2 separate regions of the Macaca mulatta genome follow, and region 1 is linked to region 2. A link is a contact called in public Hi-C data. All regions are on one chromosome and are shown on one strand. Each heading gives the region's core, a stretch centred on a gene start, on an enhancer-like site or on the middle of the called end of the contact. The rest is flanking DNA. Distances are from core to core; before and after follow the strand shown. Region 1 holds the start of COTL1 (coactosin like F-actin binding protein 1). Region 2 overlaps LOC144338279 (a long non-coding RNA gene).

Region 1 (5,442 bases), core at 2,570-5,069, 110 kb after region 2:
GCCCTTGCAAGGTCTCTGACCATCCCAGGTGAACTGAGCTATGGAGCAAGAAGCAAGAGCAGAGGTAGTGGTGGGGCAGGCAGCGAGGAAGGCCGGTAGCCAGGCGAGCCCGGGAAGAAGCAGTACAGACACAGAGCAGGCAGAAAGATTGGGAGGATGAGTGCGGGGGTGGGAGGGAACTGGTCTGGCAGCGCAGACACCCAGTGGCCCTCTGGAAAACAGCTCCGAGGGAGGAAAGGCCAGTCCAGGAGGCTGGGGAGAGAAGAGGAGGGGAGGCTGGGTGGAGAGATCCCATTCTGGAACGCCCTGGGGGAGGAAGGGGAGAAAGGACAGTAGCCTGAGGTGGGAGGGCCACGGAAGCGGGTATTTTAGAGAGAATGCCTGAGTGCCAGAGCAGGGAGTGATGGGAGGAGAGCAGGACCCCAGGATGGCCCACACCCTGAGTTTATAAGGAAGAAACTGGGTGCTGTTTCTGGCCTTCCAAGTCGGCTGGCCACCTTGCGAGATGTTTGGAAGCAGGAAGCGCGAGCCCGAGTGGAACCTTTCTTCTCAGGCCTATCGGGATACCTGGCAGGGAAGTGGGGCCACAAAAGAGCCCTCTCTGCATCACAAGTGGGCAAAAACATGTCATTTGCAACCTGCAAGCAATCCCACCCAGAGGTGAGAATCTAAACGACCTCCTCAGAAGCCAAGAGTACGTCCCCCGAGCCAGCCTGCCTGGGTTCAAGTCCTGACTCTGCCACTTTCTAGCTGGGTGAACACAGGAAGCCTATTAACCTCTCTGGGCCTCAGTTTCCTCATCTGTAGAATGGGAACAACCTCAGTACGTGCCACACCAGGCTGTTCTGAGGCATGACCAAGATAAGGCATGTCGAACGTGACTAGTATCCAGCCGGCGCCAGTGTTGAGTCCATTGTCCCTGGGTTATGAGGACACGACGGCAGGAAGGAACAAGCTTTTCCGAGAGGAACAAGAGCAGACATGGCAACCATAATTCTCCTATGCATTTGTCCAACAGATGGCTGGGGAAAGAATGCAGACTGCAGCTGAAGCTCCCATAGCCCATTCATGAGGATCCACACACAGCAGGGGAGCATTTTTAGCTTCCTCGCCAGACGTGCGCCACTCCCCACTCCCGTCCCTGCGGGGCAGGGGGTGCGTATGAGCAGAAAACCACAAGCCTTCAGGAGGAAGTGTTTTCCCACTACGCCAGAGTGGGCTGAGGCCTGGGAGTATCTGCCAGGAGTCCCCTGATGGGAGGGATTGCTCCTTTCCTCATCACCTTCTACTTGCTGGAGAGAACAGTAGCTTCAGGGGCAGAACATGGTTTGACGGGGGAAGGGAGTGATTGGCGACCAGCGGGAGGAAAGAAGTGAATTTAGCGAGGGAAGCTGGCCTGTAAAGCAGAGCCTCAGAGCTGGCAAAGCAGAAATACTGCTGAATCTTCTGGCTGTTCACTAACCGGAGGGGAGAAAGTTAAGATTTTGCACTTATTCCGCTTGCAAAAACATTCAACCACAGAGGCAGAGGGACGGAGGCCTGGGTTCAAATCCTGCCCTGCCAACTCTTCACATCATTGCAGTGCTTTATGCTGCTATTTTAGGCCAACTGTTTACAAAAGCAATGAATGAATGTCTACAGGCAGCGCGCAAGGAGTAATTTTAGTTGTGTGTGTGTGTGTGCACATTCTTAGTATCGCTCAGCCTCTAGTAGTCCCTCCACAAATATCCTTTGAATTGAACTAAATGTAAAATAGAATTTGATTATGGAAGCAGTTAAGGAAAGAAACACCCACATGATCCCTGGCACAATTTTGTACTTTTTATTTATTTCGCAAATAATCATGTAGCTTGTACAGGCACTGTTCTGAGCATTTTACACATACTGACTCACTTACCCTCACAACGGCACTGTGAGAGTGCAGGTGAGGAAACCAAGACCCCCAGAGATGAAGGAACTCGCTCCAAGCCACACAGCCAGGACACAGCCATTGAGGGATTCAAACCCACACCGTTGGCTGGGCTCGGTGGCTCACGCCTGTAATCCCAGCACTTTGAGAGGCCAAGGCGGGCAGATCACCTAAGGTCAGAAGTTAGAGACCAGCCTGGCCAACATGGTGAAACCCCCATCTCCACTAAAATTACAAAAAATTAGCTGGGCGTGGCGGTGGGCGCCTGTAATCCCAGCTACTCAGGAAGCAGGAGACTCTCTTGAACCCAGGAAAGGGAGGTTGCAGTTAGCTGAGATTGGCCACTGTACTCCAGCCTGGGCAACAGAGCAAGACTCTGTCTCAAAAAGACAAAATAAATAAATAAATAAATAACAAACCCACACCGTCTGGCTCAGGGTCCACGCCCTAACCTCCGGGCTGTGCTGCCTTTGTCCAAAAGTTTGCTTCCAACTAAAGACCAGAGATGGGAGGGAGTCGCATTCTCCAATCTCTTTAAAAGGTCCCATTACCAACATCACAGAGCCTCTGCCACTACTGAGGGGTTTATGGCGATGCCTGCCACGTGGTCTTTCTTTTCATGGTTCATACACAACCAGGAAGTGCCTAAGGCACACAAATCTTAAGTATACAGTCTGATGATTTTTTACGTGGGTACACACCTGCATAACCCCCTCCCAGATCAACAAATGTCTACAGAGACATTTCCAGCTCCCAGCAGTCCGGGTGGTGTGCCCCTCCCAATCAGAGGCTATCTACCCCAAAAGCTAACCTGATTCTGACATTCACACCATAGATTAGTTTCGCCTTGTCTAGGATTTATAAATGGAATCATATGGTGTGTACTCTTTTGCATCTGATTCTACTCGTTAAATTAAATTAAAAATCACATAAAATTAGCACACGGTTAGACAATGATAGTGGGAGAAAGGAGGGCGCGGCTGAGTTTCTTTCCCTTCCAAGCAGCCCCCTAGCCTGTTCGTATTTGGGCTCAGTGACTGATCAAAAGGGACAGTGGGAAGAGCTGGACACTGGAGTTTCGAAACACAGGAGGTGACCTTGGAAAACCAGTGAACCGCAGGGGGCAAAAGAGCTGCCCCGCCTGGAGAAGGCATTGTGGGATGGCGGAGGCAGGTGGGTCAATTCTGTTGCTTCGGTTGTCCAGAGGGGAGAAGGTTTTATGAGGCCTTAAAACGCTCACATCGGGTTCCTCCCACGCCATGCGCTAGGAGCACCCCATGTGGCCACCGGTTCCTCCCAGGTTGGCTCTGGCCGGGGCTCCCCGGGTGCAGACAACCTCCCAACGACCGCGCATCCGCCCGGCAGGCGCGCCTCCCTACCTGTGCACTGCTGGATGAAGTGCTGGTACTCCGCTCCCTGCTCGCCGGGGACGATGGTGGAGCCGTCATATTTAAAAGTCACCCTTTGGGTTGGGAGAAGAAAAAAACACACACACACACATCAGCGCTGGTGGCTGCGCGGCGCGGCGCTTGCAGAGGACAATCTAACAGACGCGCTGGCCACGGAGAAGCCCGCGGGGGCCTGGCACGCCGTCCCGGAATAAGGCGAGGAAGACAGCGCGGGAGGCCCCGAATCCGTCCCGCCTGGAGGCCGGCTCGGTGCACGAGGCCCCGCGCGAGCCCGGGGAGCGGGGCGTGGAGAGGAATGAAAAGTTCCTACCAGATGACGGCTGAGCCGTCGTCGCGCACCAGGTTGTACGCCGCCCGGCAAGCCTCTTTGTCGATCTTGGTGGCCATCGCCGCGGGGCCTCAGCGGGACACTGTCCGGGGCGGCCGAGCGCGCCCCTGGCCGGCGGCGGGAATGGGAGCGCGGCGGGTACGCGCCGAGGGCGCACGGGCTGGTGGCGGTGGCTACAGCGACGCGGCGCCTGCGAGCTCCGAGCACGGCGGCGGCTTCCACTGCGGACGGAGAGCGCGCGGGGACCCCCAGGCCGTGGCCCACCCCGCCCCCCCGCGCCCATTGGCCGCCCAGGCCGCGGCCCGCCTGGTCATTGGCCGCCGGGCTGCGGGGGCGGAGCGTCTTGATTCTCCGGCGGCCAATCCCAGCCCAGAAGGCTTGCGCAACTCGGGGATGGGGGCCGGAGTAGGGGCTTTGCCTCCTCCCTCTCCCTCCTCCCTCCCGCTCTCTTCTCCCCCAACATCCCTCTTCTCTCTCCTCATTCTCACTTCCCCTCCTCCCCTCCCGACCTCTCCCTGGAAATTCCCACTATCCTAACCCCCTTTCCCACCCCACCTTCCTCCTCTCCCTCCTCCTTCCTTTTCATCCTCCCACTCCTTGCTTCCCCCACTTCCCTGACCTCTTCTCCCTACCTTCCCTCCCCCTCTTTCTCCCTTCCCCCTTATTCTTCTTCCTCTCTCCTCCTCCCTCTTCTTGCCTATCCCAGCCCGAAACTTCTTCGTCCTCCCTATTTCTTTCTCCCCAAGCTCTCTTCCTTCCTCCTCCTTGACCCCCTCCCCTGCTTCCCCCTGGCTTCCCCTCCCTCTTCTCCACTTATCCTCCCGGCATCTCCTCCCTCCCTGTCCCCTATTCCCTCCTCCCATTCCCCCTCTCCCCTTTCCTCATTCTCCCCATGCCCCTGCCCCGAGGCTGCAGGGCTGCAGAGCTCCACAGGGGACCTCCACGTGGATGACGTAATGCATCAAACCCAAGGAGACAGGCTGGCCACTACCTACCCCAGCGTTTGGTTCCGTGGATTCTAGGTGGGGAAGAATTGGAAAGAATGAAGCATTTTTAATAGGAAGAAGTAGAAAGTGGACTGCTTCCAAAACGCTGGTGGGCTCTCTGTTTACTCTAGATTCTGGTCATTTGCATTCCTATCTTAACCTCTCGCTTTGGGCTCCTCTGAAAGCAAGAGCTGACTCATTCTGTCTTCCTCATTCCTTCACTGACTCATTCATTCATTCCCTCATCCAGCCATTCCACAAAGACCAGTTACAGCGTCCAGGCAGGTAAAAAGGCAGGATCCTGAAGACTGGGCTCTTAAATTGCATCCACTACTGCCACTTTCCAACTAAAGGGCCATTGGAAAGCCTCAAAACCTCTCTTAAATGACTCCTCAAATGAGAAAAATAGTGTAACTGATATCACTGCTTTGTTTTAAGTTTAATTGAAATGACACATGGAACAAATATACTAGACATTCGATAAAATGTCATCATTTTTGGTTATTAAGTGATAAAAACAAATCCTAAATAGAAACCCAAAAGGTCAGGGACAATGTCCAATTAATATTAGAATTCTCAACAAGCAAAAAAACAAAAACAAGAAATTGAATGAACGAATCAACCAATCAATGGGTAGTTGAATGGGTGGATGGACAGGAACACAGTTTCAGAAGAGTAGAGGCTAGATGCTGTTATAAGACAAAAAGAAATTCTCATTTCATTCCTCACAAAGCGGTTCTTACTTAACTCTTTGATAAGGGTAATGGGACAATTGGCCATTGGAAAGAAGAACAAAGATGGATCCATTGA
Region 2 (5,275 bases), core at 2,070-4,569:
GCTGAGCACCTGGCTGAGGTGGTGCCTGTCCGCCTCTGCTGCTGTGAGGCTGCCCTTCCACTCCCTCTCTATTCTGTATTCTTAGATCATTTTTTTCTGCTTTTGGAAACCATTTCCTAACTGCTTGGCCGGAGCACCGCGTTCAGTTAGGGCAGTGGAGGTAGGGGTGAGAATTGGGGGACAGGGTGCTGGTCACATGGTGTGAGAACAAAGTGGAAACCTACAACGGGTGGCGGGGTAGGGGGGAGGTGGGAAAGGCCCAGCGGTTTTCAAAGCTTAGGGCACAAAATAGTAACTTGGGGTTCTTGCCTCTTCCTACCTCTGAATTACCCAGGTAAAACAAGTCAGGATCCTTTCAGAGGTGATAGGAAGTATGATCTGAGAGACCAAAATAGATGCCCCTATATCAGCTAAGATGGACATAAGGTTAAGGAAACAAAGTTACCTATGATTTCGGGGTTCAAGGTTCAGGGCCCAGCTGGCATGGGAAATTAATACTTTTTTTTTTTTTTTTTTTTTTTTTTGAGACAGAGTCTCACTGTCACCCAGGCTGGAGTACAATGGCATGCTCTTGGCCCACTGCAACCTCTGCCTCCCAGGTTCAAGCAATTCTCCTCCTTCAAACTCCGGAGTCTGGGACTACAGGCGCGTGCCACCACACCCAGCTAATTTTTGCATTTGTAGTAGAGACGGGGTTTCACTATGTCAGCCAGGCTGGTCCCAAACTCCTGACCTCGTGATCAGCCCACCTCCGCCTCCCAAAGTGCAGGGTTTACAGGCATGAGCCACCGCACCTAGCCAAATTTATTTATTTGAGACAGCCTCACTTTGTCACCCAGGCTGGAGTACACTGGCGCAATCTTGGCTCAACGCAACTTCTGCCTCCTGGGCTCAAGCGATTCTCCCACCTCAGCCTCCCGAGTATCTGGGATTACAGGCATGCGCCACCATGGCTGGCTAATTTTTATATTTTTTGTACAGACAGGGTTTCATCATGTTGCCCAGGCTAGTCTCGAACTCCTGACCTCAAGTGATCTGCCCGCCTCAGCTTCCCAAAGTGCTGGTATTACAGGCGTGAGCCACTGCACCTGGCCTGGCATGGCAAATTTTAAAATCCCTATGGCTACAAGAAAAAAAACACATTTGCAAAACACCCTAATAACTACAGCTATCAGGCAAATTATCCAACCGCTACAACTCTGACCGGACGAAGGAATGGACTTACATTCTTTTCCGATAATTACAGACCTTAAGGCTATTTCGGCGGCTTACAGAAGCTACCCACAAAGTGTGTGCCCTACCGTTCACCTTTCCACACAGAGAACCAAGTTCCACCTCTCTTTAATGCTAACCTCACTCCATCGTGAACATGTCATGTATGTTACATGTGTTTACCCACTGCCCATGCACTCTGCTCCCTTCATAAATATATATCACTTCCCCCCAGACCTGCTGAATATATGTAACTATTGTGGGCTACAGGCCCTGTGAAGCATAAAACCCAGCCTGTTCCTCCCCTCTTTGAAGAGAGGGTACCTTTGGCACACATTGGAGATCATCTTTTCCGGTTTGCAAACTGATACCCCCGCAAAGCTTTCCTTTCTACCATTTAGCCACCACGGTGGTCTTTCAGACAACAAGAAAAATCCAGGAAAGGGCAGCCAAGGAAAAGCAGCATCTGAAAGGCTGAGGGAGACTGTCACCCTGTCCTCTAAGTTCCACCAGGACACAGAGCCTGAGTGCAGGGACGTCACTTCTATGTCCCCTGCACCTGGGCCTGGTCTGGCCCACAGCGGGGGCTCAAGAAACAGCTGCTTAGCCGAGTGTGGTGGCTCACACCTGGAATCCCAGCACTTTGGGAGGCCAAGATGGGAGGATCACTTGAGCCCAGGATTTCAAGAGCAGCCTGCGCAACACAGGGAGTTCCCTCATCTCTACAAAAAGTCAAAAATTAGCTGGGGCGTGGTGGTGCAAGTCTCCAGTCCCAGCTTCTCGGGAGGCTGGGGCAGGAAGATTGCTTGAGCCTAGGATATAGAGGCTAAAGTGAGTTGTGATTGTGTCACCACACTTTAGCCTGGGTGACAGAGCCAGTGAAAAAAAAAAGAAAAGAAAAGAAAAAGAAATGGCTACTGAATGAACAAATGGTCAGTTGGTTGCTCCTGCCCCCCTCGATTCCCCCAGGTACAACGGATCCTGCCTCTCCCCTACTTTAAAACCCTTCCATGACTGCCCACCACCCTAGGCTGACCTCTCACTCAGCCCCCACCATCTGAGCCTGGTCTCTCCCCACGCGCATGGCCCAGCTCGACTCCTTCACCCTGGCCTTTCCATTTTGCCTGGAACACATGTCCCCACGTTCTTCCCTCCGTCACCCTTCAGGTGTCCCCAAGACCCTCCTGCCCACTCTCTACCCCACCTTGGCTTCCACGGCCCGCAGCCCAGAACCGGGATGAAAATAATCCCAGGGGGTGGAGGGAGGTGATGTTCTTTGATGACAGTACAGGCTTCAAGGACAGTGGGGAAGCTCGATCTGAGGGAGGACGGTGTGGGGGAAGACCCTGTGGGTGAGCACAAGGCTAAGGAGGGGTCATGGTGGTTATGCCCCATCCAAAAGCCCCCCCAACTTAAATTCTGCAGCTGCTGTCTTGCCACTGCACAGGAACTCCTCACAGCTCCACAGTCACTTTATCTTAGGCACCAGGCACCCTGCAGAGTTAGCTACATCCTGGGCTTCTCACACAAGTTGCTTTTGCAACAAGAGTTGCTGTGAGTTCAACCCACAGTTCTCACTGCGCTCAGGCTGTGTTTCTGCTTTTGTGGTACACAGGTCTTTTTCTTCTCCTGAGACCATAAAAGGTGAGAAAATCTCCTAGTTGCTAAAGTCCTCTGTGCACACACTCAGCTGGGGAGCCTTTGTGGCTTAGCGGAGCGAGGCTTGCGAGGCCGCCTGCTTACCTGGGTCCCTGCCTCTGCAGGGATCGCCTTATATGGTGAACATGCCCAGTGACAACGCACAGCCAGGGCTGGTGACGGAAGTCCTCAGTTTCGAAAGAGGCTTTGCACAGATCTTTACAGAAGGTCTGGCCTCCAAGCAGGCAGGCAGGCAGGCAGGCAGGCAGGCAGGCAGGCAGGCAGGCAGCCACCTCTCCAGAAGGCACCAGGCATCGAGGGCAACCAGGGACTCGGTGCCCAGGCCAAATGCAGAGAGGTCGTTCTGCTTCCTGCCCAGCAGTTCAAAGGAGAAGAGATGGCCAGGAATGGACTGTTTCAGGGAGATTAACAGAGGGAGGCAGCAGGGCTTTCTAACATTAGGCAGAACCAGATGAAGCTGCCGTTTGGGATTGTAAATATGATTAATACCAGTAGATGTGGGCCAGGCCCACGCTAAGTGCTGAACACGCAGCATCCCACTTAACCCTGGCAGCCACCACTCTGTGATAGGCACTGCCGTTCTTCCCACTTAACAGATGCACAAACTGAGGCTCAAAGCAGGGCAGTAGCTTATCTACCAGGCAACCAGTCCGTGGGAGAGACAGTGCAGGCCTCCAGCAATCCCAGCTCAAGAACGCTGTGCTGGGGGCATGGAGTGAGGGACATGGCTGTCTGATGCTACTTGAATGTCTCAGGTCCAAACCTAGATGTGCCATAAGCGTGAAAGACACAGCAGTGTTCAAAGACTTGGTTGTTTTTTCTTTTTTAATTTTAAAATCTCAAATTTTAAATTACTATTTTATGGCCAAGAGCAGTGACTCAAGCCTATCATCCCAGCACTTTGAGAGGCTGAGGCAGGCAGATCACCCGAGGTCAGGAGTTCGAGGCCAGCCTGGCCAACATGGCAAAACCCTGTCTCTACTAAAAATACAAAAATTGGCCGAGAGTGGTTGTGGGCACCTGTGGTCCCAGCTACTCTGGAGGCTGAGGCAGGGAGAATCACTTGAGGCTGAGAGGTCAAGGTTGCAGTGAGCTGAGATCGTAGCACTGCACTCCAGCCTGAGCAACAGAGTGAGACTCCATCTCAAACAAAAAAAAAACTATTTAGAAATAATTATAAGTGCAACAGAAAGTTGCAAAGACAGTGCACAGAGGTCCCATATACCCTTCACCAAGTTTCCCTGTGGTTCTATGTCACCTAATCCAAACTGGGAAATAGACGCTGGTACAATGTGTGTATCCGATTCTGTCATTTCCCCACAAGGGTCGTAGAGCCGTGTGACCATCACTACAGAACACAACTCTCCCATCTATATTGAAGATACAGAGATGTTCCATCACCACGTTGATCTCTTCCGTGTTACCCCAAAATAATTGTGAAATAGAAATTCCATGTAGAAATGGTATTTTGGCCATATTAGGTTCAAAGCGTATTCATATTATTTCTCTTTTTAAAACGTGAATTCAAAAAACTTAGAATCGCACAGGGCTTGCATTCTACCTCCATTGTCTGTATTTGGATGTTGGACAGCACTGGCTCCACAGTTCAGACCGCAGCTCAGCGGCTCTGGCTGGCTTGATCAACCTCCCTGAGCTAGGCTCCTTGGGAGTGGGCCAGACCTGTAAGATTCAGTGTTCAGCACACTTGAGTGCCTATAATGTGCTGGGCATCATGTAAGGGCAGGGGACCCAGGAGGCAGCGAGAGAGACCGTGTCCTCCAGAGGGAGAGATGCCCCATAAAGCATCACACATGGGCTGGCAGTGAGAAGGGTCAGTCCACCAGCCCCACCAGGCAGAATGGGGACCCAGAAGGGGTTAAATAAAAACATCTAGGAAGAGGACTTAAGAACGTGCCACAGACTCACCCACGCACGGTAGGGAAAAGAAACACATGCACTGTCAGCAAATAAACAGCAGAAACAAAGAATTTTTTTTTTTTTTTTTGAGATGGAGTCTCACTCTGTCCCCCAGGCTAGATTGCAGTGGCGTGATCTCAGCTCACTGCAGCCTCCACCTCCCAGGTTCAAGTGATTCTCCTGCCTCAGCCTCCCAAGTAGCTGAGATTACCAATGTCCACCACCACACCCAGATAATTTCTGTATTTTTAGTAGAGACAGGGTTTCATCATGTTGGCCAGGCTCATCTCCAACTCCTGACCTCAGATGATCTGCCCACCTCGGCCTCCCAAAGTGCTGGGATTATAGGCATGAGCCACAGCACCTGGCCAGAATATTGCTTAGAAACCTAAATTGTCCCTGTTGCCCCAGAGCAGGTAAACCACACTGGGGGATCCCAGAATCCCAGCCCTCCCCAGGTGCCTCCCAGTACCCAGAGCGCAACAGG

The links. A called contact is a pair of places that touch in the nucleus more often than the background predicts.
Region 1: a contact with region 2 is called in a Hi-C map of blood, with 14 times the contacts expected there. The contact joins the promoter of COTL1 here to the enhancer-like site in region 2. A contact is called at or near these places in 8 of 14 Hi-C or Micro-C datasets (CD4 T cells, blood, cortical neurons and 4 more).

The regions. Positions count from the first base shown.
Region 1 is chr20:79,976,877-79,982,318 of T2T-MMU8v2.0, forward strand. It overlaps COTL1 (coactosin like F-actin binding protein 1), which reads right to left and starts at 3,820. Exons shown (of 4, transcript NM_001261155.1): 1 at 3,629-3,820; 2 at 3,289-3,371. The coding sequence starts at 3,705.
Region 2 is chr20:79,872,117-79,877,391 of T2T-MMU8v2.0, forward strand. The region is part of intron 1 of LOC144338279 (a long non-coding RNA gene); the gene reads left to right. Among named protein-coding and RNA genes, the nearest start is that of MEAK7, 14 kb to the left of the region's middle. Within about 2 kb of position 3,320, at least 17 of the 40 cell types and tissues checked have an H3K27ac peak or open chromatin away from gene starts, as enhancers often do. A contact at or near this core is called in CD4 T cells and blood, where this site is marked.